Regions from separate parts of the Zea mays genome. Here all the other regions are linked to region 3. The links are chromatin contacts, called in public Hi-C maps. All regions are on one chromosome and are shown on one strand. Each heading gives the region's core, a stretch centred on a gene start, on an enhancer-like site or on the middle of the called end of the contact. The rest is flanking DNA. Distances are from core to core; before and after follow the strand shown.

Evidence for each region. A called contact is a pair of places that touch in the nucleus more often than the background predicts.
Region 1: a Hi-C map of tassel shows a contact between it and region 3, with 2.6 times the contacts expected there. The contact joins the promoter of LOC100272928 here to the promoter of LOC100272406 in region 3. A contact is called at or near these places in 2 of 25 Hi-C or Micro-C datasets (leaf and tassel).
Region 2: a Hi-C map of tassel shows a contact between it and region 3, with 4 times the contacts expected there. The contact joins the promoter of LOC103627575 here to the promoter of LOC100272406 in region 3. A contact is called at or near these places in 3 of 25 Hi-C or Micro-C datasets (ear, leaf and tassel).

Annotation. Positions count from the first base shown.
Region 1 is chr5:206,943,143-206,946,386 of Zm-B73-REFERENCE-NAM-5.0, reverse strand. It overlaps LOC100272928, which reads left to right and starts at 1,693. Exons shown (of 4, transcript NM_001147380.1): 1 at 1,693-2,103; 2 at 3,012-3,244. The coding sequence starts at 1,943.
Region 2 is chr5:206,235,917-206,239,525 of Zm-B73-REFERENCE-NAM-5.0, reverse strand. LOC103627575 (probable protein phosphatase 2C 26) reads right to left here and starts at 2,316. Exons shown (of 5, transcript NM_001357211.1): 1 at 828-2,316; 2 at 563-649; 3 at 362-475; 4 at 12-276. The coding sequence starts at 2,123.
Region 3 is chr5:206,649,746-206,653,121 of Zm-B73-REFERENCE-NAM-5.0, reverse strand. LOC100272406 reads right to left here and starts at 1,567. Exons shown (of 3, transcript NM_001146884.1): 1 at 909-1,567; 2 at 1-428. The coding sequence starts at 1,271.

The DNA of each region.
Region 1 (3,244 bases), core at 444-2,943, 290 kb before region 3:
ACAAGCAGCCACGACTCTCCTGTAGCCACCCTCAGGCGGGACAAGCAGACACGACTCGCCCGAGGACAACCCCGTGTGGTACTGGCAGTAATGACTCGCCTGAGGCAACCCCGGGCAGGAAAGGCAGTAATGATTCGCCCAAGGGCAACACTGGGTGGGAGAGGCAGTCACGATTCAGTCGAGGCCATCCTCAGGGGGAGAGACAGTTACGACTCGCCCGAGGCCACCCTCAGGCGGGAGACACAATCACGACTCGTCCGAGGCCAAGCCTGAGTGAGACAGGCAACCACGTCTCGCCTGAGGCCATTCTCGGACGAGACAGGCAGTCACGACTTGCCCGAGGCCAACCCCCAACGGGAGACGCAGTCACGACTCAACCGAGGCCAAGCCCTGGCTAGACAGTCAGTCACGACTCGCCTGAGGCCACCCTCGGGTGGCACATGCAGTCATGACTCGCCCAAGGGCAACCCCTGGCGGGAGACGTAGTCACGACTCGTCTGTGGCCATCCTCAGGTGGGACAGATAGTCACAACTCGCCTGAGGCCATCTGCGGGCGGGACAGGAAGTAATGACTCGCTCGAGGCCATCTGCGAGTGGGATAGACAGTCACGACTGGTCCAAGGCCAACCTCCGACAAGACAAGTAGTCACAACTCGCCTGAGGCCATCCTCCGGTGGGATACACAGTCATGACTCGCTCGAGACCACTCTCGGGCGGGAGAGGCTGTCAAGAATCGCCCAAGGCCAAGCCCAGCGGGAGACGCAGTCATGACTCTCCTGAGAACACCCTCGAGCGGGAGACATAATCACGACTCATCTGAGGCCAAGCCCGAGCGGGACAGGCAGTCACGACTCATCCGAGGCCAAGCCCGGGCAGCAGACGCAGTACGACTCATCCGAGGCCAAGCTCGGGTAGCAGACGCAGTCACGACTCGCCTAAGGCCACTTTGCCAGAACTGTCCACACCCGGCCTCCTCCGCCTCTTCCCGCCTCTCGCTCTAACCGCGCCACGTTCCACATGTCACGGCCTCCATCCACCTAACGCCCTCCAATCTACCTCCCGACGCAATTCGTGGTCCCACACACCCGACGCCCCGTCCCCCCCGAGCCTGCCTCCCAATGTCACCTCCCTCGCATGTCGACCCGACGCATGAAGTTTGGTTGATAACATCACTAAACAATGATCAATGATCTATACATACACAAGTGTCACCCTGCCGGTTGATTACCTCACTAAACAATGACCTATGCATGCATTAGTATTGCCCGTTGCAACGCACGGGCATATACCTAGTTAAAGTTATAGATTCGGTTCGTTGTATTTTATGTAGGTATATTCTGCAGCTTTAACTTTTAAGAATTGAAAACCTGTTAGATAAAAGTATAGACCCAACAAAATCTAATTTACGTCGGCACAAAAGCAATTAACAATTATTTCTATAGTTAGACAAGTACAGTATTTGATATGTCATGATATAAAGACAATTCGTAAATTATAAAAACAACAATTTAATTGTACTAATTAGCTAATTATAAGAATATAGAGAAGTGAAATATAGGAATATAGGAGAAGTGGTTATTCCAAAATCTCGGCGTTTCTTCAAATCGACCAGACAGGGAAGAGAATTGTGACTGAAGTCTAGTATATAAGGCTACGGCGGTCTCCACTGTCCTGTCTCCTCCCCTACCTCTTGTTCCCCCCTCTCCTCTGGCGGTCGGAGCCGGTTCCTCTGACGTACTGCAGGGGCAGTAGGGTCACTGCGCGCGGGCCCTGTCGCACGCGGGGGCCACGCGGCAGTGACCACCCCCACGTCAGAGGATCTCGTTCCCTGGCGGTCTGGCCTGTAGTTCTAGCTCGTTCCCCCCGCAAGCTCGCGACCTCGCCTAGCGGCCAAACCACGCTAGAGTTCGCAGTTGGAAGAGGGGAGGAGGAAGAGGACGAGATGGCGAGGGATGACGGGTTCCCGGTGTGGGAAGCGGCGCTGCTCGCTGGCGTGGCTGCCGTCTTCGCTGCGGGGCTGGCTGGCGTCTACATCTCCATGCCTCGCTCCGACTACAGCTTCCTCAAGCTCCCCCGCAACCTCCAGGAGCTCCAAGTCCTCACGTAATCCAACCCTCTCCATTCGTTATTTGATCTAATTTGATACCCTCAAGGCCCAAGCCAATTTTTCACTTTTGTTTAAATTTTAGAATTGTTTTGTTTTCCTCCCTTTTGTGATTTAAAGCTTAACAAATGGCCTAAATCCTACTTCGACCGTTCTAATTAACCCGTCAGTCTAGCAAGACAAACAGATATGCGATCTTCAAGCTGTTCTTTGTTGGGTCGCATTGGTAGATTGCCAGTGTAGGCGTATCTTGTAGCAAAAAAAAAAAACTGCTGTGCTCCTTGTCATGTTTAATATGGCCAAGTTATATTATTCAGCAATACAGTATAGGTAGAATGCGAATTTATAACATGTTTATCCAAATCCAAGTAGGTTCATGCACTTTGTTGTGTGTGGTCCCCTTCATTCATTGAAAAAAATAATAAATTCCGTAATTTTCGGGGTCGGTGGAGTTTGCAATCCTTTCTTTTCGATATTTGGTTTCTGACCAGCTGTAACTGTCCGTGTCGTATGTTTTGAACCTGTTCACAGCGTGTTTTGTGGTGTGTCCGTGCGTGCCTTTCTGTTAGCTCACACAGCACGTTGTACTCTTGCGTACACACGTGAGCACATCTTCCTTGTCATCATTTATAAGTTAACAAATGTTGAAGTCGCTGATATTTGTAAGGTCAGATCACCAGTAAATGTAGAATACAGCGCTACAGTTTTGATTCTTTTTTGTCAGTTCAGCAGTAAAGTCTCGGTACATCTTTGTTTCCTGATGAAGTTATCATCTGTCAGTACAATCGAGCATCTGTTACTCGGTAGTCGGTATGAGTTCAGAGTGTTGCCAATATGTTTCTGTAGGATTATGTATGTTTCAGTTCCAATGTCTCTAACTGTGGAAAGTGGATCTCCTGCCTTGCAGTGTCCATCTGGAGGGCTACAGCAGTGACTACACCATCCAGGTGCTGGTGGGCTACTGTGCCGTGTACATATTCATGCAGACGTTCATGATCCCAGGGACCATTTTCATGTCCCTGCTTGCCGGGGCCCTCTTTGGGCAGCTCGGTGGTCTAGCCCTGGTGATCTTTGCTGCCACTGCCGGTGCTTCTTCCTGTTATTTCCTGTCCAAGCTAGTAGGGAAACCACTGGTCTTCT
Region 2 (3,609 bases), core at 1,067-3,566, 410 kb after region 3:
AATAAGCTTACCAGCTTTCTTTGCAGCACGGGAGAGTAGCTCCTCAATTAAACTCTGTGCAGGATCACCCTCAGGAAACCGCTCCATAAAATTCTCAACATGCAGCACTACCTCCTCATTGCTTAGGTACTGATATAAGCCATCAGACGAAAGAACAAGAAACTGATCCCTGATGGAGAGCTTATGATGGCAAAGAGTAGGTGTGCATGATATATATGGGGTATCACCTATATACTCATTGCGAAACATCTCTAGCAACCCATCATTGAACCTTGCCTGTAAATCAGACAGACTTCTCATTAAAATTTACTTGTTTCCCCTACATGGACCTTTCATAACAATCAACCTACAGTCTCTTTACCTGTTTGAGATACCCAGCACCAAATGCACGGGTAACTGTTAGACGACCTTTCACTCTATCATTAACAACACACTGATCATCATCTGGATGTTCGCGTCTGATCCTCTGCACTTCCTGCACATCAACACAAAAGAACATGAGTTCATATGCAGAAAGAATTCATAGATTAAAACACTTATGATGCTTCACATCCACTCATACTATCCCACGATATATAAATTCATAACTCCAAAAGAAAAATGGTCTGCCGATTGTAAAACCATGCTGTTGAACAGGCCAGTCCACATACTGCACATGTATTCACAGAAGCTACCAGAGGGCATGTTCAACCAGGATAACAAAAAATGTGTTTGAATATTTTTTTTATATGATGCAAGCTCATCTTTTCAGTAAACTCAGTAGATGCACAAATGCATTAGCAATTTAGCACTATGCATCAATTCAGCTATGTCTGCAAAAAGGTTACCTCTTCAACGCTCGTGCTATGATCAGTCGACAGCTGCAATGCCTCGAGCCCAATTGCCGAATACCCAGGGATCCTTGTCTCGATCTCCAAGCCCACACCAATGTCCTCCACCGGAATGCTCCCAATCAAGCAATCTTCGTCGTCCCGTCGCTGCGCCACAATGGCACGGCTATCCCCAAGGTTCATTACATACACGTCGTCATCCCTCAACAGGACCACGAGCAGGCAAGCTCCGGTCACTGCCAGCTCTGGGTGGGATCCCATTGACTGACTGGTCATGTCCAGGTACGCCGACTCCGTCGTAGCTAGCGCCCGGGCCAGTGCGCTCAGTACCGCCCTGTGATCCCTCACCGCCGGTGCGGCCGTCAACCTCTTAACTCCCCACTCCCTGCCGCTTTGACCATCGCCAGCGGCGGCCGCATGGGCCCACAAGGGATGCCTCTGCTCCTTGAGCCTGGCAAGCGATAGCGCGAACCGGCCGGAGCCCGAGAAGTCGAGTTCGCTATCCTCGTCCTCGCCATCCGCCAGGAACTGCCACAGTCGCTTGGATTCCGGATCGGCCTCTTTGTAGAAGATCCCACGGAGCTCGCGCAGCAGGAAGCGGTAGAGATTAGCGACCAGGAAGTCCGGGGCCTCGGGGCCGTTGAAGCCGTCATAGATGCCGACGAAAAGCCAGCGCTGATCCTCGGAGACAACCACGTGGACCCTGTCCTCCCCGGCGCGGCCGTGCGCCCACTGAACGCCGTCCTCCCGGCGGAGCGGCACGACGCATGGTCGGTTCTTCTCCGAGATGCTCCGCCGCAGGCTGCCGAACGAGGGTTTCCTGAACCTCCTCGAGAACCCTCGCGACGACGAGGGGCGAGCGGGCTTGGTGGGCTTCGCGGGGAGCGGGCCCGAGAAGGGCACGGCCTGGTCGAGCGGGCCGGAGAGCTGGGCGCCGCGGTCGATGGGCCCGGAGAGGAAGAGCGGCCCCGAGGAGAGGTTGGATAGCTGCAGCGGCGCGGAGGAGAACGACGAGGAAGTGTGGAACGCGGAGTGGTACTGCGGCGGCATGCCGCCGGCGACGGAGGATTGGTAGATCGGCACGGGCACTGAGGAGTTGGCGGAGAGCGCGGCGCCGGAGATGGCGTGGCGGAAGGATGACGAATGGCCCGCGGCGGCGGCGGCGGCGGAGCTGGCGGCGTAGCAGAAGGAGTGGCCGAGCGCGTCGTCCAGGCACGGCCCGTCGTCCGCTGGCGCCGGCGGCGGCCGCGAGCACGCGCACGCGGTGAGCAGCCGCGACGCGCCGCTGCCCATGGCATCCGACACTCCGTCTCCGGCGGTGGAAAGCAGCCAAGCAGACGATGTGGAGCACTCGCCAAGCTACTCCGAGACCGAGTACCTTTTTATTACTAGTATACGCCGCAGTGCCGCACTGCCGAGGAGGGGAGGAGCCGAAGAGTGCGCCGTGCGCGAGTGCGCCGTGAGCGATGACTTGCAGTTGGCAGTTGCAGTGGCCACGGGGTCCGTTTGACAAAATCAGTCTTCCTCAATGTTTCCCATGCAAAAAAATTCAAGACACGAGCCGAGCCCCGGGAGACCGGAAGAGCGCCGTGCCAGCTGCCAGGTGGAGCTTGTATGGTTGTGGACTTGTGGTTGTGGCCTTGTGTGTGGTCGTTTTGTCCGCAGCGGCGCAACCGCACCCGCCTTCCTCACGCTGCACGGCTGTAGAGAGCAGAAAGGGGAAGCAGTGACGTGGCGGCGCGGTGTTGACGTGGAGGGTGCGGACTGCGGAGGGGAGAGTAGTCATTAAGTCAACGCTTGTCCTTCCAGTCTGCCACCCGTACTCGGTTTAATTACGGCAGATGGGACTCCACCCAGGGGCATATGAGTAAATTCGCGCGGTGGCGCGGCAAATTGGATGGCTTTGGCGGGCCAGCTAGAGCCTAGGGACCTCGAACTGGATGACCGGCGCCCTAGTGGGCTCCTCGTCGGTCTCAAAGAAAAATGTCAGGCACGGTTTACAAAGTGTGCCTGCGTTTGACAAGGATACGGTTTAGGCGTCGTTCGTTTCGGCTGGAACGGCCTATTCCCGGCCTCTTTCCGGGCGGGATGAATCAACCCGGCTTAGAATCCGGCCCAGTCTACTAGAGCCGTTCGTTTTAATCTGGACCAGAAACAGACCCACCTGATTTGAATTCCTTTCGCTCAATTCTTAGTCTGGAACGAGTCCTGGTGAGCTACCTCCTGGATTGGTTCCTGGACTAGTGACCAGGAATTAGTGATAACACATGTATCACTTGATCCTGGGCTGCTTTCGATCCTGGCCTGGTTTGGACGCTGGCCTGCCGAACGGGGCCTTAGGCTTTTTCAGCTTTATTTTCTAACTCCTATCTCATCATAGAATTTATATTGTGTACTCTATATTCTTCGTCTCCAACAACACGTCCTCTAAATCAAGTTCTTTATATATAAATACCTATATTAAAAAAATTTTATTTTTTATATATATTTGTCATACTCTTAAATGTATTGTACATATTTTAGTTTTGCTAAACTGTTTGTTTAAAGTATTCCTAGAAATTGGGAGTCATCAAGATATTTTATAGTGGTTTAATAAAAAATAATTTAAGAACGAAATGAGTAGGTTCTACGCTACCAGATTTCAGCCTTCAATATCTCTGCTTAAATAAATACCTCTCTACTACATTTAAGCGTGAGTTTCTTCGTGCGTTAGCGGTCGAATAAATTTATCCTCCCACATAGAATATCCAAAAAATAGGATATAGCGGATTTGAACCCT
Region 3 (3,376 bases), core at 318-2,817:
CGCCGCGCCGTCATCACTCGGACGCTGGCGTGCGTCTCCACCAGGGTCACCTCGACGTCGGCCACCCCTGACCGCCGCCCGTCCTCCTCCTCCGCGGGGTCGCGCGCCGCCGAGTGGCACCACACGTACTGCGGGTACGTGAAGAACTGCGCGAACGGGGGCGGCGGCAGCGCGTGGTCCGCCGCCGCGTCCTCCGTCGTCAAGCCGCTGCTGCAGTTGCTCGTCGTCGCCGCCGCCGCCGCCGAATCCGCGCAGCAGGCCCTGGCGCCGCTGCTGCTGGCGCGCATTGGCGTCGCGTCTGCAGGCTTCGCCGCCGCCACGCGCTGGTGAACCAGCAGCTTCCGCTTCTGCGCCTCGAGGCACTGGACCTGCTGCTCCAGCTCCTTCACGAACTCGATTGCCCCTCCGACGATGGAAGCTTGGTCGCCCTGCGAATGTTTCCGGAACCGTTAGTTTTGTCAGGAATTGGACCATGGAGCCAGCAGGAGTTATTACTACTACTACTACATCAAGGAGCATTGAATGGAAGAGAGGAGGAGTTATTCTCTGCAAGAGCGAGAGATAAGTCAATGGAAGAGAGGGGGACACATTAATGCATGGTTTGTTGGTGCCCCCGCCAAGACTGAACAAAGAAATCCAACAGTGAAGAGAATTAAAGGCTTAAAGGTAGGTAGTGAATGGCAGGCGTAAAATAGTCACGTTTGACCTAGAAAAAGGGGAGGCATTGCATTGCATTGCATGAAACTCGAAAGTGGCGGGTCTCTTTCGGGAGAAGAAACATTCCCCGCCACGGTTGCTCCGCCGTCGCTTTCTTCCTGTGTCGTCGAACACTGGAAGAACAGGTAGAGAACAGAAGAAAGGAACACGCTTGACACGAGACGGTGTCCTCTTGCTGCGCGCGCGCGTACCCTCTGGACGTAGGCCTCCGGCATGATGGAGCGGAGCGCGGCGAGGTACTCGTTCATCTGGCGGCGGCGGTTGCGCTCGACGGCGATGTGCGTCATCCGCTGGGTCTCGGTCTCCTCCCTGGACTTGCAGCTCCTCGGCCGCCGCCGCCGCTTCCTGGCCCTAGCCGTCGTCGTCGGCGCCGCCGACGTCGTCGCTGCCTGCGCCTCCACGGGCGCCTGGTGCGCGGACGCCGGGGCGGCGACAATGCCGGCGCCGTCACAGAACGCGGCGGCGTCGAAGAGGAAGTTGGCCGCGTTGAAGGTGTCGTAGACGAGCGCGGTGTCGCTGGGCGGCGCGCACAGCGCGTCCACTAGCGCCGACATGGCGAGTGGCCGACGGTCGCTCTCGCGCTCTAGCTCTAGGCTCTAGCTCTAGCTCCGCGAGCGCGTGGCTGCTTCTCGGTGTCGGTAAGCTCTTGGCGACGCGAGGTATCGTTTACTTGTTGCGAAGCTAGCTGCGCCTGCGTCTGCGTGCGGGGTTCGCCTATTAGCGCGCTGCACGCCGCACCGCCCCCCGGTCTACTACTTATCGCTCTTCGCCGCCGCAGCTTTGCCGCTGGTGCCAACTGATGCGTATCTGAGGATCTGAGGTCCTTGCGTTGGTGGCATGCGTATGTTTCTTTCTCTCCCTAGTGGTGGGCTGAGTATACGGGCCGGGGGGAAGGATAAGGTTTGAGGCGACGAAGACGAACAGTGGATGCATGTAGGTGGAGGAGCTACTAGCCGTGGCTTCGGCAAATCGGCAGCGCCAACAGTGACTCATGGGCATCAAATGTGGCCAAAAGCTGCGTTCTTTTTATGTGCTACGCCCTACGCCGCGCCGTGTTGGGTAGGGTAGCAGACTAGCAGAGCTCAGAAAAAGAACCGTGGAGGAGCTAGCTGCAACTGCAAGAAAGGTCAGAGATGGTACGGTGAATATGGTGGTGTTAGTCTCAGCTGGGAGATTAATGGCGCGACTAGGACAATTAGCACCAGGATTAATGAGGTGCCACTGCCAGCTGCCTGCACGTACTGTGCAATACTACAAGGAACTGAGAACCAGACCGGTTATGCCCGTGAAGAGGATTAGAGGACCAATCCATCACACGAGATGCAGCAGCTGGAGACAGTGGTAAGTACCAAGGTCACATGGATTAACAGTATAGAGAAAGCAGCAGGTCACATGAGTAACAACGTTGGCTTGCACTACTTCTGTGCTAGTGCTAGTGCTACGCGAGGTCGGAGGGTACCGTAAGTCCTAGAGCGGTCAATCATGCATCGACCACACCAATCACCAGCCCACGAATTCAGGGCTCGGCTAAACTTCTCGGACACACGCGCTAGCTATAGCTGTTTGTCGACATTGATTCATTCACGCCGTACTCGCCCTGATTTTACCATGCATAGTACCTACGGTGACGTTGTCCTTGTCCAGGCTACGGGGACACCGTACCGGGACATGCGCGCGCGCGTTTGCTGGCGGGGCGGGGTGACCCCCCCCCCCCCCCCCCCCCCCCTGTTTACTCACAATGCATACGTACGTACGTGCAACGGATTCGAGACAGTACATGCAAGCACACATGGCAAAAAGGTGCGGCTGGCAGCTAGAGGACACGGGACGTGCCGACGAACCCCCAAATGACAGCATCCGATTAGTATACTGTCCGGCGAGAATCTGCGCAGCTTTTCAGCTAATCTTGTAGTATGACCAGAGAGACAGGCTAGCAAACAATGCGTCAAGCCGGCAAGTGTGCAATGCAGTTCACCTTTGAAGCTTATTAAGTACATGCATGTGGAAACCATGCCCTAAAATTTAACGTTAGACACTTAAAACACCGTCAATAAAAGAGCCAGTCCGCTAGCCTATATATATATATATATATATATATATATATATATATATATATATATATATATATATATATATATATATATATATATATATATATATATATATTCGAGAAGTTAAATATTTTTAAATTTAATAAATCTATATAAAAAATAATAACACTTATACTACCGAATATATATTATTTGACTAATTATAGAATATATTTCTGTTATGATCTTATTTGAAGAAATAAATATGTTTTTGCTATTTTCATATGAATTTAGCTAAATTTAAGAAATTCTGACAATCGCCGGGAGGAGGGGGACTCCCACAACTACTGAATAACTTTGGAGTTGGTTCAAATCTTGAATTGTGTTGTCTTTAACTCTTTATTAGGATGGAGGGGAGTATATATCTCCGTACGCGTGTTTCACCATCAATTATTGCCGCTTGGGTTCATAGAACAATCTGCTCATCTGGAGTGTAATACAACAAGAAGACAAAGACGGTAAAAGTTTAATATGACCGGCAAGGTTCGCCATCCATTTCTAATTTTCTACCGTCGGTTTCCTGGGTCTCTGCTCTTGTAACAGTGAGTACTTATTCCATTTTAACTTGT